Regions from separate parts of the Sus scrofa genome. Here region 1 is linked to region 2. A link is a contact called in public HiChIP or PLAC-seq data. All regions are on one chromosome and are shown on one strand. Each heading gives the region's core, a stretch centred on a gene start, on an enhancer-like site or on the middle of the called end of the contact. The rest is flanking DNA. Distances are from core to core; before and after follow the strand shown. Region 1 has its middle 50 kb from the start of EDN1. Region 2 overlaps HIVEP1 (zinc finger protein 40).

Evidence for each region. HiChIP or PLAC-seq counts read pairs in DNA pulled down with a chosen protein or histone mark.
Region 1: an H3K27ac HiChIP or PLAC-seq map of alveolar macrophages shows a contact between it and region 2. The contact joins two enhancer-like sites. A contact is called at or near these places in 2 of 47 Hi-C or Micro-C datasets (brain and embryonic fibroblasts) and 1 of 2 datasets of contacts at active chromatin or transcription factors (alveolar macrophages).

Annotation. Positions count from the first base shown.
Region 1 is chr7:8,700,455-8,704,070 of Sscrofa11.1, forward strand. No RefSeq gene overlaps it. Among named protein-coding and RNA genes, the nearest start is that of EDN1, 50 kb to the right of the region's middle. Within about 2 kb of position 1,712, at least 16 of the 83 cell types and tissues checked have an H3K27ac peak or open chromatin away from gene starts, as enhancers often do. A contact at or near this core is called in alveolar macrophages, where this site is marked.
Region 2 is chr7:8,554,075-8,557,599 of Sscrofa11.1, forward strand. All of the region lies in intron 2 of HIVEP1 (zinc finger protein 40), which reads left to right. Among named protein-coding and RNA genes, the nearest start is that of HIVEP1, 40 kb to the left of the region's middle. Within about 2 kb of position 2,092, at least 39 of the 83 cell types and tissues checked have an H3K27ac peak or open chromatin away from gene starts, as enhancers often do. A contact at or near this core is called in alveolar macrophages, where this site is marked.

The DNA of each region.
Region 1 (3,616 bases), core at 462-2,961, 150 kb after region 2:
AAAAAATCTGTAGACTCAAAACCACAGAGAAGGCATTAGCACATGTATTAAAGAAAGGGTAACATCTGGACATTTTCTCTGAGAGAACAATTCTTCACCATTTTAATGTAATCTCTTAGAATATAACATCTAATATACATATATTACATATTATAATAATATATAATAGATATTATTTTATATGTATATCAATATGTGTCTTAAAATACATTATATATCTTAATATATGCTGTCTACATTATATATATTTTATACACATATATATATATATGATTTCTGGTGACGTGATCGCAGTCTCCATAAATGCATATATCTGACTAGATCCCTGGGAAGTCTGTTCACATTTTTAGTAATTGAGTTTATTTTTTTCACCCAACAATAAAATGTCCAGTATCAGATAAGTAAGGGTCATATGATTCTCAAATAGCAGGACCAGAGTGCTCATAAAATTCGAAGAAGCTGAGTCAGATCCTTTCAAAAGGACAAATGCAGCTCTCGTCCAAATTCAGTAACTGGTGGAAGGCAGCAAACTTGCCTTGTCTTTTCTCTGAGCCAAGTGGCCTGGTGCTGTCCTGCTCATCTTGCGTCCCCTGTGCCTTCCACCATGTGTTCGGGGTTTTATTAGAAGAAAAATGTATGAATTTCTTAATTAAAGTGAAAGTGAGTCTACGACAATGAAGTTGATGTGCAGTTGCCCCGATTTTCTCACTCAAAATACAACGGGACTGAAGGAAACTGCTCGAAGAGGTTTCTTCGTGGGGCAGCTGGTTGACCGCAGGTGCTGTGACTCGGGTGCAGGCCGTTTCGGCATTTTACAGGGAAGGTTGTTGGGCGCAGCCTGAAAAGCAATGAGAAAATCAACCGAATGTTCTTGGAGCGGCTGGCGGCAAACTTTCTTTTCTTTGCCTCTGTTCTCATTAGGGGAGAGAGGGGGCAGGTCACTTTCAGAAGGATTAAAAGGTCAGAGGAGTTGGTAAAGACATCAACACAAGCCTTTAGAAAGCTGTTATCAGAGGATCAGCTAGAAAACTAGCTTCAGGCTAATCCTCTGCCTGGATCCAAAGAAAACCTCCCCCCCTTTCCCCATTGTACAGGTCCTCCCACTTTGCCCTGATGTCTTAGCCCCCGTTTGCAGGATCTGGGTTCTTCTCTCTGCAGCGCTCTCCCTCTCTCTCAGTCCCATCTCGTCTCCGAGCCAAGCGTTTCCTCACTCCATCCTCTTCCTGCCGTTCCCCACCTTCCCACTGTCTTTGCTTGCTTTTGTCTTGGATCCCCCTCAAAACCCTCCCAGCCTCCGCAATAGCCCCAAACTTAGCTGATGCAGGGAGAAAGGAGCCTGACTTCCAGGTTGCTGGGATTGAAGAGGACGTTAGAAACCATCTCCTCTACCTGCCTTCCTGGCTCACCATTTGACAGGTGAACGGCATTCAAGGAATCGCCCCAAGTCACACAGCCAGGTAGTGACGGAGCCTGGCCTCAGCCCCAGAACTGCTAATTCCACATTGTCTCTCAATGATGGCTACACACTGGCTGCAAAGTCCTTTAGCTACTGCTCTACGAATCCAAGGGAGTTAACCCAATGGGCAGGATGGCTCTTGTTGGTGGGATGCTAACTCAGTGAGACCCGAGGGTGTGCATGTTGGCAAGGTGCACACTAAGAGGTGTGGGCGTCTGCTTTACACACAGAACCTCATGATCTGTACTCACGCCCAAAGCCTTCCGTCACTGCGCTACAAGGGGGAAGTGGTCTGGTCCCCACTGCAGGGTGGAGGACACCAGGACACCCTCCTTCGCTTTCTCATCATTGCACCCTGTGAACCATTGCTCAGCAGGGGACTAAGACAGAAATCGGGGGAAACCACCTAACACGTGTGTAGGTTTGTCAGAGGTTTACATAATGCGGTAGAAAAAGAAACCAGATACAGGCATCAGCTTTGCTGAAGCTATCTTCCCCTTCCTCCCTGGCAGAGACAAGAGGGACTCGGTTCTCCATGGGCGCCCTGTGCTCCTTGCTCATAGGTTACAGAGGGCGGGAGCCTACCTGGATGCTCGTATCAGGGTTAGGAAGTTGACGCTTGATAATGATGCTGAATGCACTTGGCTATTCACTTGTATGGTTGGAAAAGCCTCCTCTTATCAAACTTTAGAATAAAGCACCCCCTTGTGGTCTGACGCATTTATTAAAGTAGCAGAATCTGAGAGCTAAAACGGGAGATGCTCCCTCAGCCGTGGCAGAGAAGCGGAGGTCTGAAGGCTGCCTCCAGGGAGGGAGGCAGGAGACCCAGAGTGTCTTTCCCCACCTTCCGGGGGTTCTCAGACCTGGTGACAATGGCATCACCTTTCATGGGGGCGTGAGTTTCATGTTTCTGACACCAAAATACTATGTTAATAGTAACAAGTTTAATCCCTTCAAAAAAATCACAGGGTAACGGGTCTTATTTCAAATTTGGAGGTTGAGGTTGAGGTCATGGAGCGACCCAATCACATGCTTGGATTGGAAGTCAGACCCTTTTGACATAAAGTCTCTGCTCCTAACCACTGTTCTGCTGATCCCCCAAACCAAGGCCAAGAGCAGGGCCCACCTCAAAGCTCTCTCTTCTGGGGGCTGTGGCTCCAGGCTTTAAATCCAATCAGAAGCCGCTAGAGTCTTCCCTGAAATTCCTGTGGGGTGCCAGAAGCACCCCATTCCCCAAGGTGTCTGTGCTTAAGGAGAGTCTGCTCTTAGCGGTGGAGGCTTCACTGGTGCCATCCTCTCTCTCTCTGAGATGGCCAGAGGTGAGGGGTTTTGAGGGTGGCCAGACAGCACCTGAGCAAGTGGCCAGACTCAACAACATTTCACAAAGAAACACAGCCAGGCAGAGATATTTGGCAAATACTCATTTGCACAATTATAGTGCTTTCCCCCAACCTGGGTATTATATCTTCTTTAAACAGTAATTATTTTTCACATAGAATTTGTTTTAAAGGGGGGAGGGTCGGGGTGTCTGTCTGGCTAGTATGTAAGGTGAGGAGGTAGCAGCAATGCGGGTAAAATCCTACGAGAAGGGAGACTCTGCCCCAGTCCTGGGCCATGGCAAGTGACCTCGTAAGGATCTTTGGGCAAATTACTTCTTTGTCTCAGGGTCTCGGTGAGCTCATTTGGAGACGTGGGGGTTGCATGTCACTGAAAGGTAGATGGTTCTAAAGCAGCCCGCAACGCAACTGCAGAAAACCTGAGTCAAGATTCTCGGTTTTCTCCATTTCCTGTGAAAGTCTGTCGTCCTGGGCTTCCTTCCTATTCTCAACCGAATCTGCTGCTGACTTTAATAACACGATGACTTGCACCCAGAGATGCTCACTAGCATTTTCTAAGAATGATGATTTGGGGCGGAGATGTGTGTCTCTGTTTTTCCGAAGGAGATACATCAACAGAGTTCATGACTTCCTGGTCCCTTTCCCTCCACCAAAAAAGAAACCCCTAAAGGGTTTTAAAGTTCTATAAAAAGAGGAAGCACAGAAACGGGTCTGCTTTCCATGGAAGGTTACTGTGTGACACCAAGACGGTGCCTGTTTGTTTCAAAGCTGCTCCTCTTCTGCTTCCTTGCTGGGCTCTCGTTCTGGGAGGTCTATTGGTTGA
Region 2 (3,525 bases), core at 842-3,341:
GAGGATGGCCGTGGTGAGAATAGCAGAAAAGGTGTGTGTGCTTTGGGGGGGGGGGGTGAGTCTCTTAAATCATTTATGGCCATCATGGTCATTATGGGGGTTAGATTAGCAAATAACAAAAATGCCCTTGAAACGAGTGCTGAAATAAAGGCACTCTTTGGTATATGGAGGTTTGGGATTAATGCTATTTTTATGACTGAATCCATCTGTATTTAAGAGAAAGGTGGTTTTGGCACCTGCCCCTGGCCCTGAGCAACCCCGTCTGAAGGGGTCTTTCTGTGCCCGCCCCCCTCTCTCTTTGCTCTCTTTCTCCTTCTCTCTCTCAGATTCCCATGGTGTGGGTGGTGGGTCCTCACCCCGGAGAAGAGGAGCCAGTGGTAGTTGACCTCCTCACGCAGCTGTGGGGTGACCGTGCCCGTGTCTGTGTTTTCTGTGTTTGGGGGGGTGTGTAAGGCTCTTGCACAGACCTGCATGCCAGGTGCTCTGCCTGAATCGATTGCTTCTCTTTCACTAACTGTAGATTACTAAAAATCCAACAAGTGCTTTTCGATATATGAAGTTCACCCAGTTCTCTGTTAAAAAAATCGAGATATTTTTCTTCCTGCTACCCTGGGTAGAAATTCATGTAAAAAAAAAAAGATGGAAGTATGATTTACAGATGATTCAAGGTTATTTAAAAACAAATTAAATTTGTGGCTATATAATTAATGCGTGTATTCCTGGCAAGTTCGAGTAGCTGTATTGAATAAACTCCCTTTTTCTAGCTTGCCCTATTTGGGATTTCAACAGTTGTTATTTTGTAATGAGGGAGCATTCCCTTTGTGAAATTTTGCTTCCTTTATACATGTAACTGTTAAGAGTGAGGCAGAGCTGGAATTTGACGAGTTGGTTTGTGACATTAAAATGAGGATGTAAACTCGGGCATCAGCTGGGAGGATGCTAACTGGGGCTGTCATGGGCTCCTGGGTCCCGGGTGCAGGTCAGCACACATGGCGTGTCTGGCCTTAGCTCCCGGGAAACCTGAAGCCTCTGCCTGACCTGCCGGGTCTGGGCCTCTCACCTCTAACCTGTCCGAACACTGACCCGGGGACGTGCCCTGAACGCAGGGCCCCTGGTCCCCCAGCCTGCGGTGGGGGTGCTGACTTTCAGGCATCACATCTCACTTTCCCAACTGATTCTCTGTGTGGTAGATAAGCCGCATTTAACGTGTGTGTGTGTGTGTGTGTGTGTGTGTGTAAAGGTCCTGCCAGCCACAGGTGCCTGTGAAAGACCAAATGCTTCATCAGAGGAGCCAGCCACATTGCTGTGGCTCTGCCGTAGACGGGAGGTTACAGCTCCGATTGGACCCCTAGCCTGGGAACCTCCATATGACGTGGGAGTGGCCCAAGAAATGGCAAAAAGACAAAAAAAAAAAGGTTTGTTCTTTCATTTTTGTCTGTGTGTGTGTATAAAATAATTCGGCAGTGAAATTTGAAAGTGTAATAGGTGCATATGTGCATTGGCCTGCGCTTTGCATTTCCAAATGGAAGGAAACAGCCTGGTTGCAGCTTACACCTGAGCGTGCCGCTGCAACCAGCTTTGTGTTTGTTTTTCCCGGGGAAGGGCGGCTGTGGGGGAGCCCAGCGCAGGAGCCGGTATTTCTGAGGTCGCCTTATTGGAGGGGCTGAAGTTTTTCTCCTCTCTCCCCCTTCCTGCGTGTGCGCTTTCCTTGCTGTGGTTCCCTTCCCTTGCCGTCTCTTCTCGCCCGTCATTAGGCTTCAGCAGCCTCAGGCGAGAACCTCGGTGGCTGTGACTGGGCTTGTCTACACCCTTGCCCGGATCAGTTGGAGGAGGAACTGCCGGCTCTGCCTTCCAGATGGGTTCAGACCCCGCGTGCGGGGACTTTCCGCCGATGGCGCCGGTGTGATCAGCCGGCCCGGCTCTGAGGCTGCGCGGCTGTAACTCACCGTGACCCGGGCTCCGGGGCGAGGGCAGCCTTTGGAAACTACCTTCCAGTTGTGCAGCGTGTTGCACGAGTAAAGAGATGGCCTCTGACGGCAGCCAGACCACAAGATAGCCATTCAGATTACGCATGTATCTGTCTGTTCTTTTCCTCTAGTTTTGTTTGACCCCACGAGGGCACTCGTCTGAATAGTGACACGTGTCTTCCTAGGAGCCCAAAGTGGGCGGATGCGTGTTCAGAGGGACGACTTCGTGTAGCAGGATGTGCTGTTCGAGGACTTGTGTTTGTACATGTTCATTTTCTTAAACATCGTTTGAAAAAATGAATGTTGTAAATATCCTGCCCGTGGTACATCAGGTGGTTACAATTTTGTCTGATCCTTAGCGGATCTACATACAGTTGTTTGACAGTTTAAGGAGTGCTTTTGGGAAGAGCTGACACACTGACCCTCCCCTCTGGGCCCAGTCTCTGACCTCCGTCATCTCTTTCAGGAATTCAAACTGTCTCGTGAGGCAGATGGTCCCACTTAACTTTTGGTTTGGTTTCACTTTCTTTTTCTTTCTTTCTTTCTTTTTTTTTTTTTTTTTTTGATGGCAAAGCTGAGGTATGGGGCTGAGAGCAGCGTCACTTGGCCTGGTGTCACCAGCCACCAGGATGGAGGCTCAGTTTGTCTGAACACAAAACCCTCCCATCCCCTGTGCACAGTGTGGCCCCAACTTAACTTTCTTTTCTTGTCCTAAAATGAAACCCAAGAATGGCATTTCAGCAGCTTAAGACTAGGTAACCACTTGTTAGCTAGAAATGTAGGTTGACATAACAGTTGTTAAAATGCATGCAAAATGGAAATATTAGGTGAAGGCTTGTAGCAGTTGCTCAATAATATTTGGAGTAAGAGGTGGGGAGTCTCATTTTAAGAATAATGTTTAAAATCTAGTTTTTTTCAATAATTTGATTTTCATTACAGGAAAATCTATTTCTTATATTTGGGCCATGTCCCTGATATATTTGACAGCTATAATTTTTCCCTAGATTAGAAGACTTTCTGTGCAGCTGCTTTAATTCACATACCCATTTGGGGGACGCAGTCTGAAAGGGTATGTGTCTAGAGAATAGGGTGTTTCAGAATGCTAGTCTGCCTGAGACAAGATATACAATTATTACAAATATTTTCTAAGATGCGTTTTGTGTGTGTGTGTGTTGGAATTTTCCGTGGCAGGTCTAGTCAAATTTTACTTGCTGCTCTTTGCACATTGAGATGTCCTGTCACTTTATGGTTTGTTTATAAGAAGAGGGTGGAGTTTTCTCCTGGTCAAGTTAGAAGATAAAAACTTACCAAGGAAAAAAATAAGAGAAACAGCATAGAAATATGTTATAAGCTCTGGGAGAAAAAAGATTGTCATAGGAAAACATTTTTAATTATAAACGAACTCAAATGTTTGGATAGAACAGAAAACAGAAACTGCAAGACCCATCAGGTTCTAAAGCCCTGGGAGATGGTGGGTGGGGGGAATTGTCAGACTCCCCAGCCCTAGGTGAGGGCAGAGCCGATGCCACATCTTGAGCGAAACCAGTGTGTTGGTGGC